2 separate regions of the Ovis aries genome follow, and region 2 is linked to region 1. A link is a contact called in public Hi-C data. All regions are on one chromosome and are shown on one strand. Each heading gives the region's core, a stretch centred on a gene start, on an enhancer-like site or on the middle of the called end of the contact. The rest is flanking DNA. Distances are from core to core; before and after follow the strand shown. Region 1 overlaps AUH (AU RNA binding methylglutaconyl-CoA hydratase). Region 2 has its middle 8.0 kb from the start of TRNAS-GGA.

The links. Hi-C and Micro-C count contacts between places; a contact is called where the count stands out from the background.
Region 2: a contact with region 1 is called in a Hi-C map of tail adipose tissue, with 5 times the contacts expected there. The contact joins two enhancer-like sites. A contact is called at or near these places in 3 of 16 Hi-C or Micro-C datasets (omental adipose tissue and tail adipose tissue).

What each region holds. Positions count from the first base shown.
Region 1 is chr2:26,310,101-26,314,622 of ARS-UI_Ramb_v3.0, forward strand. The region is part of intron 6 of AUH (AU RNA binding methylglutaconyl-CoA hydratase); the gene reads right to left. Among named protein-coding and RNA genes, the nearest start is that of AUH, 95 kb to the right of the region's middle. Within about 2 kb of position 1,856, at least 24 of the 54 cell types and tissues checked have an H3K27ac peak or open chromatin away from gene starts, as enhancers often do.
Region 2 is chr2:26,747,552-26,752,073 of ARS-UI_Ramb_v3.0, forward strand. No RefSeq gene overlaps it. Among named protein-coding and RNA genes, the nearest start is that of TRNAS-GGA, 8.0 kb to the left of the region's middle. Within about 2 kb of position 2,495, at least 1 of the 54 cell types and tissues checked has an H3K27ac peak or open chromatin away from gene starts, as enhancers often do.

The DNA of each region.
Region 1 (4,522 bases), core at 606-3,105:
ATCTCTCCCTCACCAACAAGGTGAAGAGGAGGCAACTGAAACAGTTCACCCTTACTTCTTAAAGCAGTAACTGCTTTAAAATCTTAGATAATTCCAACACCTGTCTTTCTGGATGACATCTGTTTGATCATCGCTCATGTAAACTGAGACGTTCCGGTGTTCACATGCTGAGTAATTCTGGCCTGGACGTTTTTGTTTCAGCATTCAATCAACTTGGCTGTACTCGGGCTGCACATTCCAGCCAGCCTTCTGTGAACTGTGGTTTCAGTGTTAGTTATGTTTGCAAGGCCTTTGGCCAGTCTCAGATCTGGGCAGTGGCTCATCGCTTGGTTCAAATAGTGTCTAGTTTGCTGCTTAGCGTAAGACACACATGCGCAGCTGAGGAATGAGTCCAGGAGCCCACTAACACATCTGTGGGGTCCCATTCCTGAGTTCCTCACTCTTTACTATTTCCCTGGTACTTTCTGGGTCCTACAGGGTGCCCCTTTTTTGGTCCTCCAGCCAGAACATTTGAACTACAGCAACAGGCTCCTAGTAGGAATGGGTTTCTGCCTCTAACGTGGCCCTATTCATTTCTATCCTTGGCAGAGCAACCAGGCAAATCTTTGAAGGCCTAAGATCACATTACATGCTGCGTGCTAAGTCACTCAGTTGTGTCCCATTCTTTGTGACCCCATCAACTGTAGCCCACCAGGCTCTTCCCATGGGATTCTCCAGGCAAGAACACTGGAGAGGGTTGACATTTCTTTCTCCAGGGAATCTTTCCAACCCAGGGACTGAACCTGCGTCTCCTGCTTTGGCAGGCAGACTCTTTACCACTGAGCCACCTGGGAAGCCCTAAGATCGCACTCTAACTCTGCTAATAACCTGTGTGGGTCTCTCTCACTCAGGGTAACAGCTACCTCTATGCTCTGACTTCTCTGATACTCGTCAGACAGCATCTCCGACCACTCTCCTCCTCCCATCTCTTATGGTTGCAGTGGTGGGGTGAATGTTCCAGGCATGCTCCCATCTTAGCCCTTTATCCTATATGCCCCTCTGTCTGAAATGCTCTTTTTTCCTATCTGTATGACAATTTCCTCAATTCCTATCAGTCTTAACCCCAATGTTACCTTCTCAATAAGGCTTCCTCTGAACCCTATTTTAAAGTGCAAGCTCTCATCCCTCCTCAGATCCCTTCCCCTATTTCTTTTTCTATAGCATTTTATAGTTCTGCCATAATTCACAACTTACTGTTTGCCATGTCTACTGCCTGTGTCCTGGAATGTCAGCTGCAAGGCACCAGTGATCTTTCCATGTTTGTTCACGGCTATATACCCAGTGTCTACACCAGATGGCTCAACAAATATTTGCGAATTGAGTGAATAAACATACCTGGAACCTAGTGTGTGAGCAAACGGAGCAGCAGTAGGAGAGAAGTTTTAGAGACGTGCTGGGGACCCACAATACAGGTCTTATAAACTGGGTTTATGACTGACAGGATCCACACTGTTTTCTCAAACTCACAATTCCAAGTTTCAACTGCCTTATTCCTGTTTGAATCCAACAACTTTGTAAGAGAGCAGTTATGATGCCTGTACACGTTTAATCTCTCCTACCAGATTTCAGATGGGCACTTCAAGGGAACACTGCTGAGTCATCTATATTTATACGTGTATCTGTATCTATCTGTTTCCTCTACAACAACTAACCATATGACTTACCAACCAATAACTTCTGAAACACCGTAAATAGACAGAAAAGAGTAAAGTGGTCATTGAACAGATTTTAAAGTACAAAGAAATGAGACTGCACAGTGTATGAAGTGTGTTCATGAATGCACTAGACTTCAGAGAGTCAAACAAGCACTGGCCTTTAGAGGTCACTAGCAATCAGTCCACTGATCCAGCAGCGCTGTCCACTGCACATAACACTGGTAAATGTTTGATATCATACAAGCCTCTTAAGAAAAGCAGTCTTATTTTTGTTGTTATGCTTTTCTTCTTCCTCAAATAGTATGACCTTATTAATCAGATTTGGCACAGAAAGGTCCTATGCTATTTTTGAAAATCAAATTCACCCTCACAGGATCAAGATGAGTCACTGTTGAAGATATTCAAAAGAATAAGGTCAGATACTGATGTAAATTCTAAGATTTCAACAAAGGTTATAAACAAAACTTTCCAAAATGACTACTGTGTTCAGAACAACACACACACTGGATTTAAAAATCTGTCATTACTTCATAGACACACCTTAAAATAGAGTTCCTGGACACCATGCCAAGAGACGCCTTATTGCTAAACACAGCCTACAGTGGGACAGGCAGTGATATCTCAAACCCCTCATCCTGGGGAGGAGAAAGAGACAAAACTGGGGCCTCTTGCTCTGGTCCTGTGAAATCTGAATGCTCTCACTTCCTTCCTTCTTTTTGGTTTTTAACAGAAAATAAAATAAAAACTCATTTTTCTTTCTTCCTTTCTTTTTTTAATTTGGGAAGCAGTCAATACCAAGAATAATTAAAGATTCTTTTCCTGTAAACCTTCCAAGAGGAGGATACTGGAAGTGTACGCACAGTTAAGTCACCACCGTAACCAAGTGATCAAAGTTACTGTCACCCAAAGTGGGACAATCTAACTCTTAAGTGCCAACACATTAGAAGAAAAGGAAATATAGAACATGGCCTACTTACTATTCTCTGCAAAAATTTTTTATCATAAACCTAAATATGAGGAAATAACTCAGTCAAATCCAAAATGTGTAAACTTCAAGAAGATAATTTGTCTGACTTTTTTTTGAAAGATTACTGTTCTAAAAAACAAACAGAGATGGAAAACTTTTAAAAAACAAACAAAAGTGTAACCTGTGACCTTTAAATAAATCCTGAATTAGAAAAGCAAAACAAACCAAAAGAAACACTATAAACAACCTTTTGAACCTGGGATAATCTGAATATTAATATTAATTTTAATACTGTTAGGTGTTACAATAGGGTTGTGGTTAGAGTCCTTTCTTATTCTTATGAAAAGCACATTGAAATATTTAAAGATTCACCTCTTAGTTTGAAATGGTTCAGCAAAAAAAAAAAAAGGCGGGGGGGGGGGGGGGCGGGATATGCATATGAGAGAGAGACAAAGAGTGGAAGGGTCTCTCTCATGAGGAGAGACCTTGGTGAAAGGTATAAAGAGGTTCATTCCACTGCCTTTCATATTTCCTAAAGTTTGAATATTTCAAAAAAAAAAAAAGGCTAGAGAGAATGAAAGTCAACCACAGAGCAATGGAAATACTAGACATCTTGTCCACAGTGGTGTATATCCAAGCAAAAAGCAAAGAACAGTTTTCTTAGTTATAATAAAGTTTCCTGACATATACCCAAATCCTCTAGTAGAAGCTGTTAAGCAGAGACAGGGAATAAAAGATACTGCCACTATTTTCTGTGCACATTTAACAGAAATTTTCTAAACTGTCAAATAACAGAATCCTAAGCCCCTGAACTTGTTTTATTGTGGTTTTATAAACATGTTTAAGGGCAGTATTGTTTGGGGAGCTATTTCCAAAAGATAATTTTATTTTATAGTACCGGAGCATTCTCCCAGTTAGAGAGAAGACAGGAAGTTTAGCTGCTTTCTTAAAGGTGAAAATACTGGAGAACAGATAGGGCTATTTAGTATATAAACATCCCAAATATAATTTAAAATATCATAGGAAGATTCCAGGGTAACAATATTAATGACTTTTAAACTTTACATCATTAAATTTTATTTTTTATATTTTATAATGTCTATATAAATATGTATAAAACAAATAAAGGTACTGGTACACTCCATTTTTATCTGACAAACTACAGCTTGAAGAAGTTCAATTTGCGTTTAGTCTGTTTCTACCTTTCTTTACATCTTACTTTTTTTTTAAACTATGTAATTTTAATAGTCAAGTAAAAACTGAAATTTAGAACACTAAACCTAAAACTTATAGTGATGGTCCACTCATTAGAAATAGTACTATCACTTTAAAACAATCATTTTATAATTTAACTTGTTGCATTATAAGAAAAATTATAAAATATACCATAAAAATAATCATGTTGTTATTCAGACTCAAGTTCAAGTAGAAACAAAAACCCAAAAGTAAATATCAGGTTTTGATCATTTCTTAGTAAACCGTTATCATAAAAGGTTAGAAGTGATAATAATATGCAAACTAAGAGCATCAGGTTAACTCTTGCAGCTGATCAAACATACAGTAAATACGAATGGAGAGGTATAGTTTCACTTGGATTAACTTTCAAATGCTGGCCAGTATGAAACCATGAACTTGCAACAACTTAGAAGAGCATTTTTCTCAGAGTTACAGACATAGATCTTCTAGACTGAATGGAATCCATACATTTTACCCCAAAATATTTATTCCATCCATAGGATTAAAAAGGAAAGAAAAGTCTTATTTTTTCCCCCCACAATACTCTTGCTGTATTTGAATTCTTTCTAGTTATCTTCTATCCATCTTCTATCCATAGCCACCGTTGTCTGAAACAGATGGAAGG
Region 2 (4,522 bases), core at 1,245-3,744, 440 kb after region 1:
ATGCGAGAACCTAGACCTGTCTGTCACCGTGGTCATCATATCTCATTTCCAAGCTTAAAAAAAGGAAAAATGGTAAGTATTTCTTCAGTTCAGTTCAGTCGCTCAGTCGTGTCCGACTCTTTGTGACCCCATGAATTGCAGCACGCCATTAAATACACCTTATTTCAGAAAATAAAGCTAGAACGAATTCAAGATGTCTCATCTACCTGATCACAGTGATTCCCCCAGGTCAGTGCTGAAGACTGGGTACCTTGCGCACCAATTAAGAAGTTTGCGACGCTGCATTTCGTAACAAAGTTAAGAAATGCTGGGGAGTTCTGAAAGAATAAAAGATAAATGACAGTATCCATGACACAATTCCTTAAGATTGCATTACCCTGCCTTATGTGTTAAAAACAGACTCATTTTGTAGATAAAAGTAAGCTTCTTAGGAATTAAATATCTGCTGATGGATTGCCTAGGACTGTAACCCCCTGAGGGTCTGAATTCCTTTTGAGGTCTCTATCAGGAGCGAGGGAAAAGAGCACTGGTCGTGTGGCCTTACAAGCAACGCAGAGGTATTAACACAACAAAAAGATGGCATTCCTCTGTTTTATGCATGACAGGGAAGACAGTACTCTAGACACTTCTTCAGATGTTGTCCGCACATATACATGTTACCCATACATGTTACACACACATGTGTGTTACGGAGGCGGCACTTCATTAGTAGAGAATATATGAGTCTGGACATTAAAATATGGATCTGAGCTTGATAATGCCATCAAGAACTTGTGTCTTTGGAGCTTTCCGCTCTGTTTTCATGCTGCTGATTCAACCTAAAATGGCTTCCATCATGATCTCAAAATTCTTGCCAACAGTTCCTGGGGCTCCACATATTTTTGATCACATTCATTGGGAAGGGTGAGAGGAGAATCCTTGCCAGGATTTCTGGAAAGCTGGTTGGTGTAGTTTGAAATATTTGTCCATTCCTGGGCTAATCCCACTGTGACTGCTTAACCCAGGTCACTCACTCCACTCCTAAATCCAACGGTGGAGCCAGCTTCTCTAGAACCACATGGATTTCCCCTTCTAGAACCACTGATGCTCTGGGATAGTGGGAAGGAGAGGTGGGTAATGGATGCCAGGGAGACTGTCAACAATTTTTCCCTAAAGCGTGGTAGCAGGGTGATAGGAAGCTGGCAGGTTGTGCTTATCTGACCTCTTCCTCCTAATTGCCTGTACAGTGGACATAAAAGAACAAAGAGTTAGTAGAACCTGAAGCCACGGGTTGGAGCAGGGTCTCCACAAGGAAATACAAATACAAATACAAAGTGGGATGGTTGCTGAAAACCAAGAGCAGAGGCGTCTTTGCCTTGCCTTGAGAACTAGAGCAGAGACCAAGCATCCACCATCCCTTGACTGATCAGCCAGCAGGGACCCAGAAACCACTGTGGGAGAGGTCACTTCTTAGAAGCTGCCTAGTTTCAGAGGATCTCTGTGGGGTGCCCATCCAGCTGGGCAGTTGCCTGGAGACCCACATTGATCCTGTCTCTGTTTTGGGGACAGAGTTACTCTTTCCCCTGGGAAGATAGGAGAGCTCAGTGGTTTGTCCCTCTGCATGAGAGTTGGTTGACTGCCACTCAGAGAGACCAGAAACTTGTTTGCCTTTTACCTCACACAGGTTTGCTGTTGCTTAAGAGTTTCTTGCAGCTTTTCCTAATGGCCAATGAGATGGAGTCACGAAGCATAGAAGAGGGAAGAAAGAAGATACTCACTGCCAAGGTCTCAGTCACCAGAGAGAAGAAACCAAGGCAGCAGACACATCAAACTGGTGCCTCCCACTTGGGAAGACAGAACTGGAAGAGTCGGGTGAGAATGTTATCCACGCACTAGTAAGAATTCTCAAGGAGCTTCACCAAAAGCATGAAATGAATTTGTAAAGACATGATTTTCAAAATCCAATACATGAGTGTTCATGTATTTGTTCAGATCTTCCATAAAAGACCAAGTGGAATGATTATCTCAGAACATAAAGCAAAAATACAAAGAGGGAAATCATGAGGAGAAAGAGGAGACTTGGAGGATGCGACCAAGGAGACGGAACGTGTGACGAGAAAATAATTCGACAAGAAACAGGACATGTGAAGAAGAGCTATTGCAGCAAACGGGAAAGAATCCTCTCATCCGAATGAAGAGTCAGACCAGCAACTGGCAGGACCGACTTGTCTTAAGCGATATTAGTACTCTGCCATGTGCCCTACTTTGTAGAAGGCACGTGCTCAATGTTATGGGCTAAATTGGGTCCCCCTCCAAGTTTGTATGTTAAAGTCCTGTCTCCAAGGACCTCAGAATGTGACTTTACTTGGAAACAGATTTGCTGCTTTTCTAATTAGTTAAGACGAGGTCATAGGGAGTAGGGTGGGCCAGTATGACTTGTGTCCTCGCAAAATAGGAATATACGGACACAGATACAGACATGAATAGCAGGAAGACGGTGTGAACACACAGTGGGAAGGTGGCCACCTACAAGCCAAGGAGGCAGGCCTGGAACACACCCTTCCCTCGCATCCCTCAGAATGAACCAACCCTGTCCCCATCACCATCTCAGACTTCCAGCCTCCAGAACTGTGAGGAAATGAATTCTTGGTGAAAACCAGCCCAGACTGTGGTTCCTTGTGTTGGCAGCTATAGCAAACCAATCCATGTGGCTCTAGCCCGAGGAAATTGGTAAATTAGAACAAAAAAAAATCTTAGGAGCACACAGAAAGAAAAAATAGATTATTAAAAGAAAAAAATCAGAGTAGCATACAGCTTGTTTCCATCAACAGTCCTTTTTAAAGGATTAATTAATCACACCCGTGGCCCTTTACTCCTTCCAGTTTGTTCTGCCTCTCCACCCACGCATCCCTGGAGACCTCCTCTGGCAGCAGCTCCTGGACTGCATGCAGTGAGAGATCTGGTGTGTGCATGCTTGTGCGTGCTCAGGCACTCAGGCGCATTCGCCTCTTTGACCCTATGGACTGTAGCCCACCAGGCTCCTCTGTCCATGGGGATTCTCCAGGCAAGAATACTGGAACGGGTTGCCATCCCTTCTCCAGAGGACCTTCCCAACCCAGGGATCTAACCCAAGTCTCCTATGTCTCCTGCGTTGCAGGCAGATTCTTTACCCACTGAACCACGTGGGAAACTGGGAAGACTGGGTGGGCTTCAGTAAAAAGTCTTGCATCTAACCCTTCCCCCCCTTTCCCAACAATCCTCCTCCTCTCTGGGACCCTTAACCAACACATCAGCCTCTTGCGTTTTTGATCTACACTCACTCCTTTAATGACATCTCCAGTGTCATAGCTTGGGGTGCATCTAAGTGTTACTGGCTACCAAATATATATTTCTAACCTAGACTCCTATTCTGAATTCCTTCCATGTTGTGGAAATGCCTATAAACAGTGAAATGGTGGTGCCAACGGACAAGGCAGGTATGGGCATTCTACCCGCAGGACACATCAGTGATGTGTGGATGGTGGGATTCCAGGTCTCCATGAGTCTGATTTTCTCACCAGGGAAGAAATGAAGGAAGTCAGTTCTTAATGTCTGTGTTCTTAATGTCTGTGATATCAGAAGAAGATGGCCATCTTCAGTTTTCTGAGATGGTGATCAGATTGTCAGAGAATAGAGTCTGTCGGTCTCTACTTTGGGAACTGTATTCAGGTTAACTTTGTTGTGAATTACATTGACTGATCATTGGAATGTGCCCTAAGATTACACCCCGCATAAGGAACAAATTTTCAAGTCTGTTAGCTCAAGTTGGGATTGTGTTCCTAAGGTGCCTTGTGTTTGCTTATGTTTTTGACTTACTCTTTTAGGTTCTAAAAGATACATTTACTTTTCCCACAATGGCTATTTATTCCTGGAATTTGTTGCTCTGAGTATTTATCTGCCATGCTTGGTGTGTAAACATCTGTGGCTTTCCTGACTTTTTCACGAATCCCCACATCTCTCTGAGTTCTTTCGCCTTAAATCCCACAGTGGCTCAGCGGTAAAGAATCTGCCCACAATATGGCAGACGCAGGAGGTGCAGGTTCAGTTCTTGGGTTGGGAAGATCTTCTGGAGGAAGGCATGGCAACCCACTCCAGCATTCTTGCCTGGAGAATCCCATGGACAGAGAAGCCTGGCAAGTTACAGTTCATGGGGTCGCAGAGTCGGACACAACTGAAGCGACTGAGCACATTTTGCATTCACAGTGACCTCCATCTATTTTTATTTTTAATCAATCTTGTTGACCTTAGACAAATCACTTCACCTTCCTGTGGGAAGGACTGAGCGGGCTGAGGATCCCTGCCCGAGGAGCAGAGTGGACACTCCTGGCTGTGTTTGGACGATCATCTGCCTTTTAGCAACATAAGTCACTGAGGAGTTAACCTCTGAAGGAATGCCAGTAATCAATAAGCACCCCGTGTCTAGTGTCAATATAGACTTTTTATATCTATATATACTTTTTAACCAGAATGAAAACTAATACAGAGATTCTCCCTTGATGTGTGG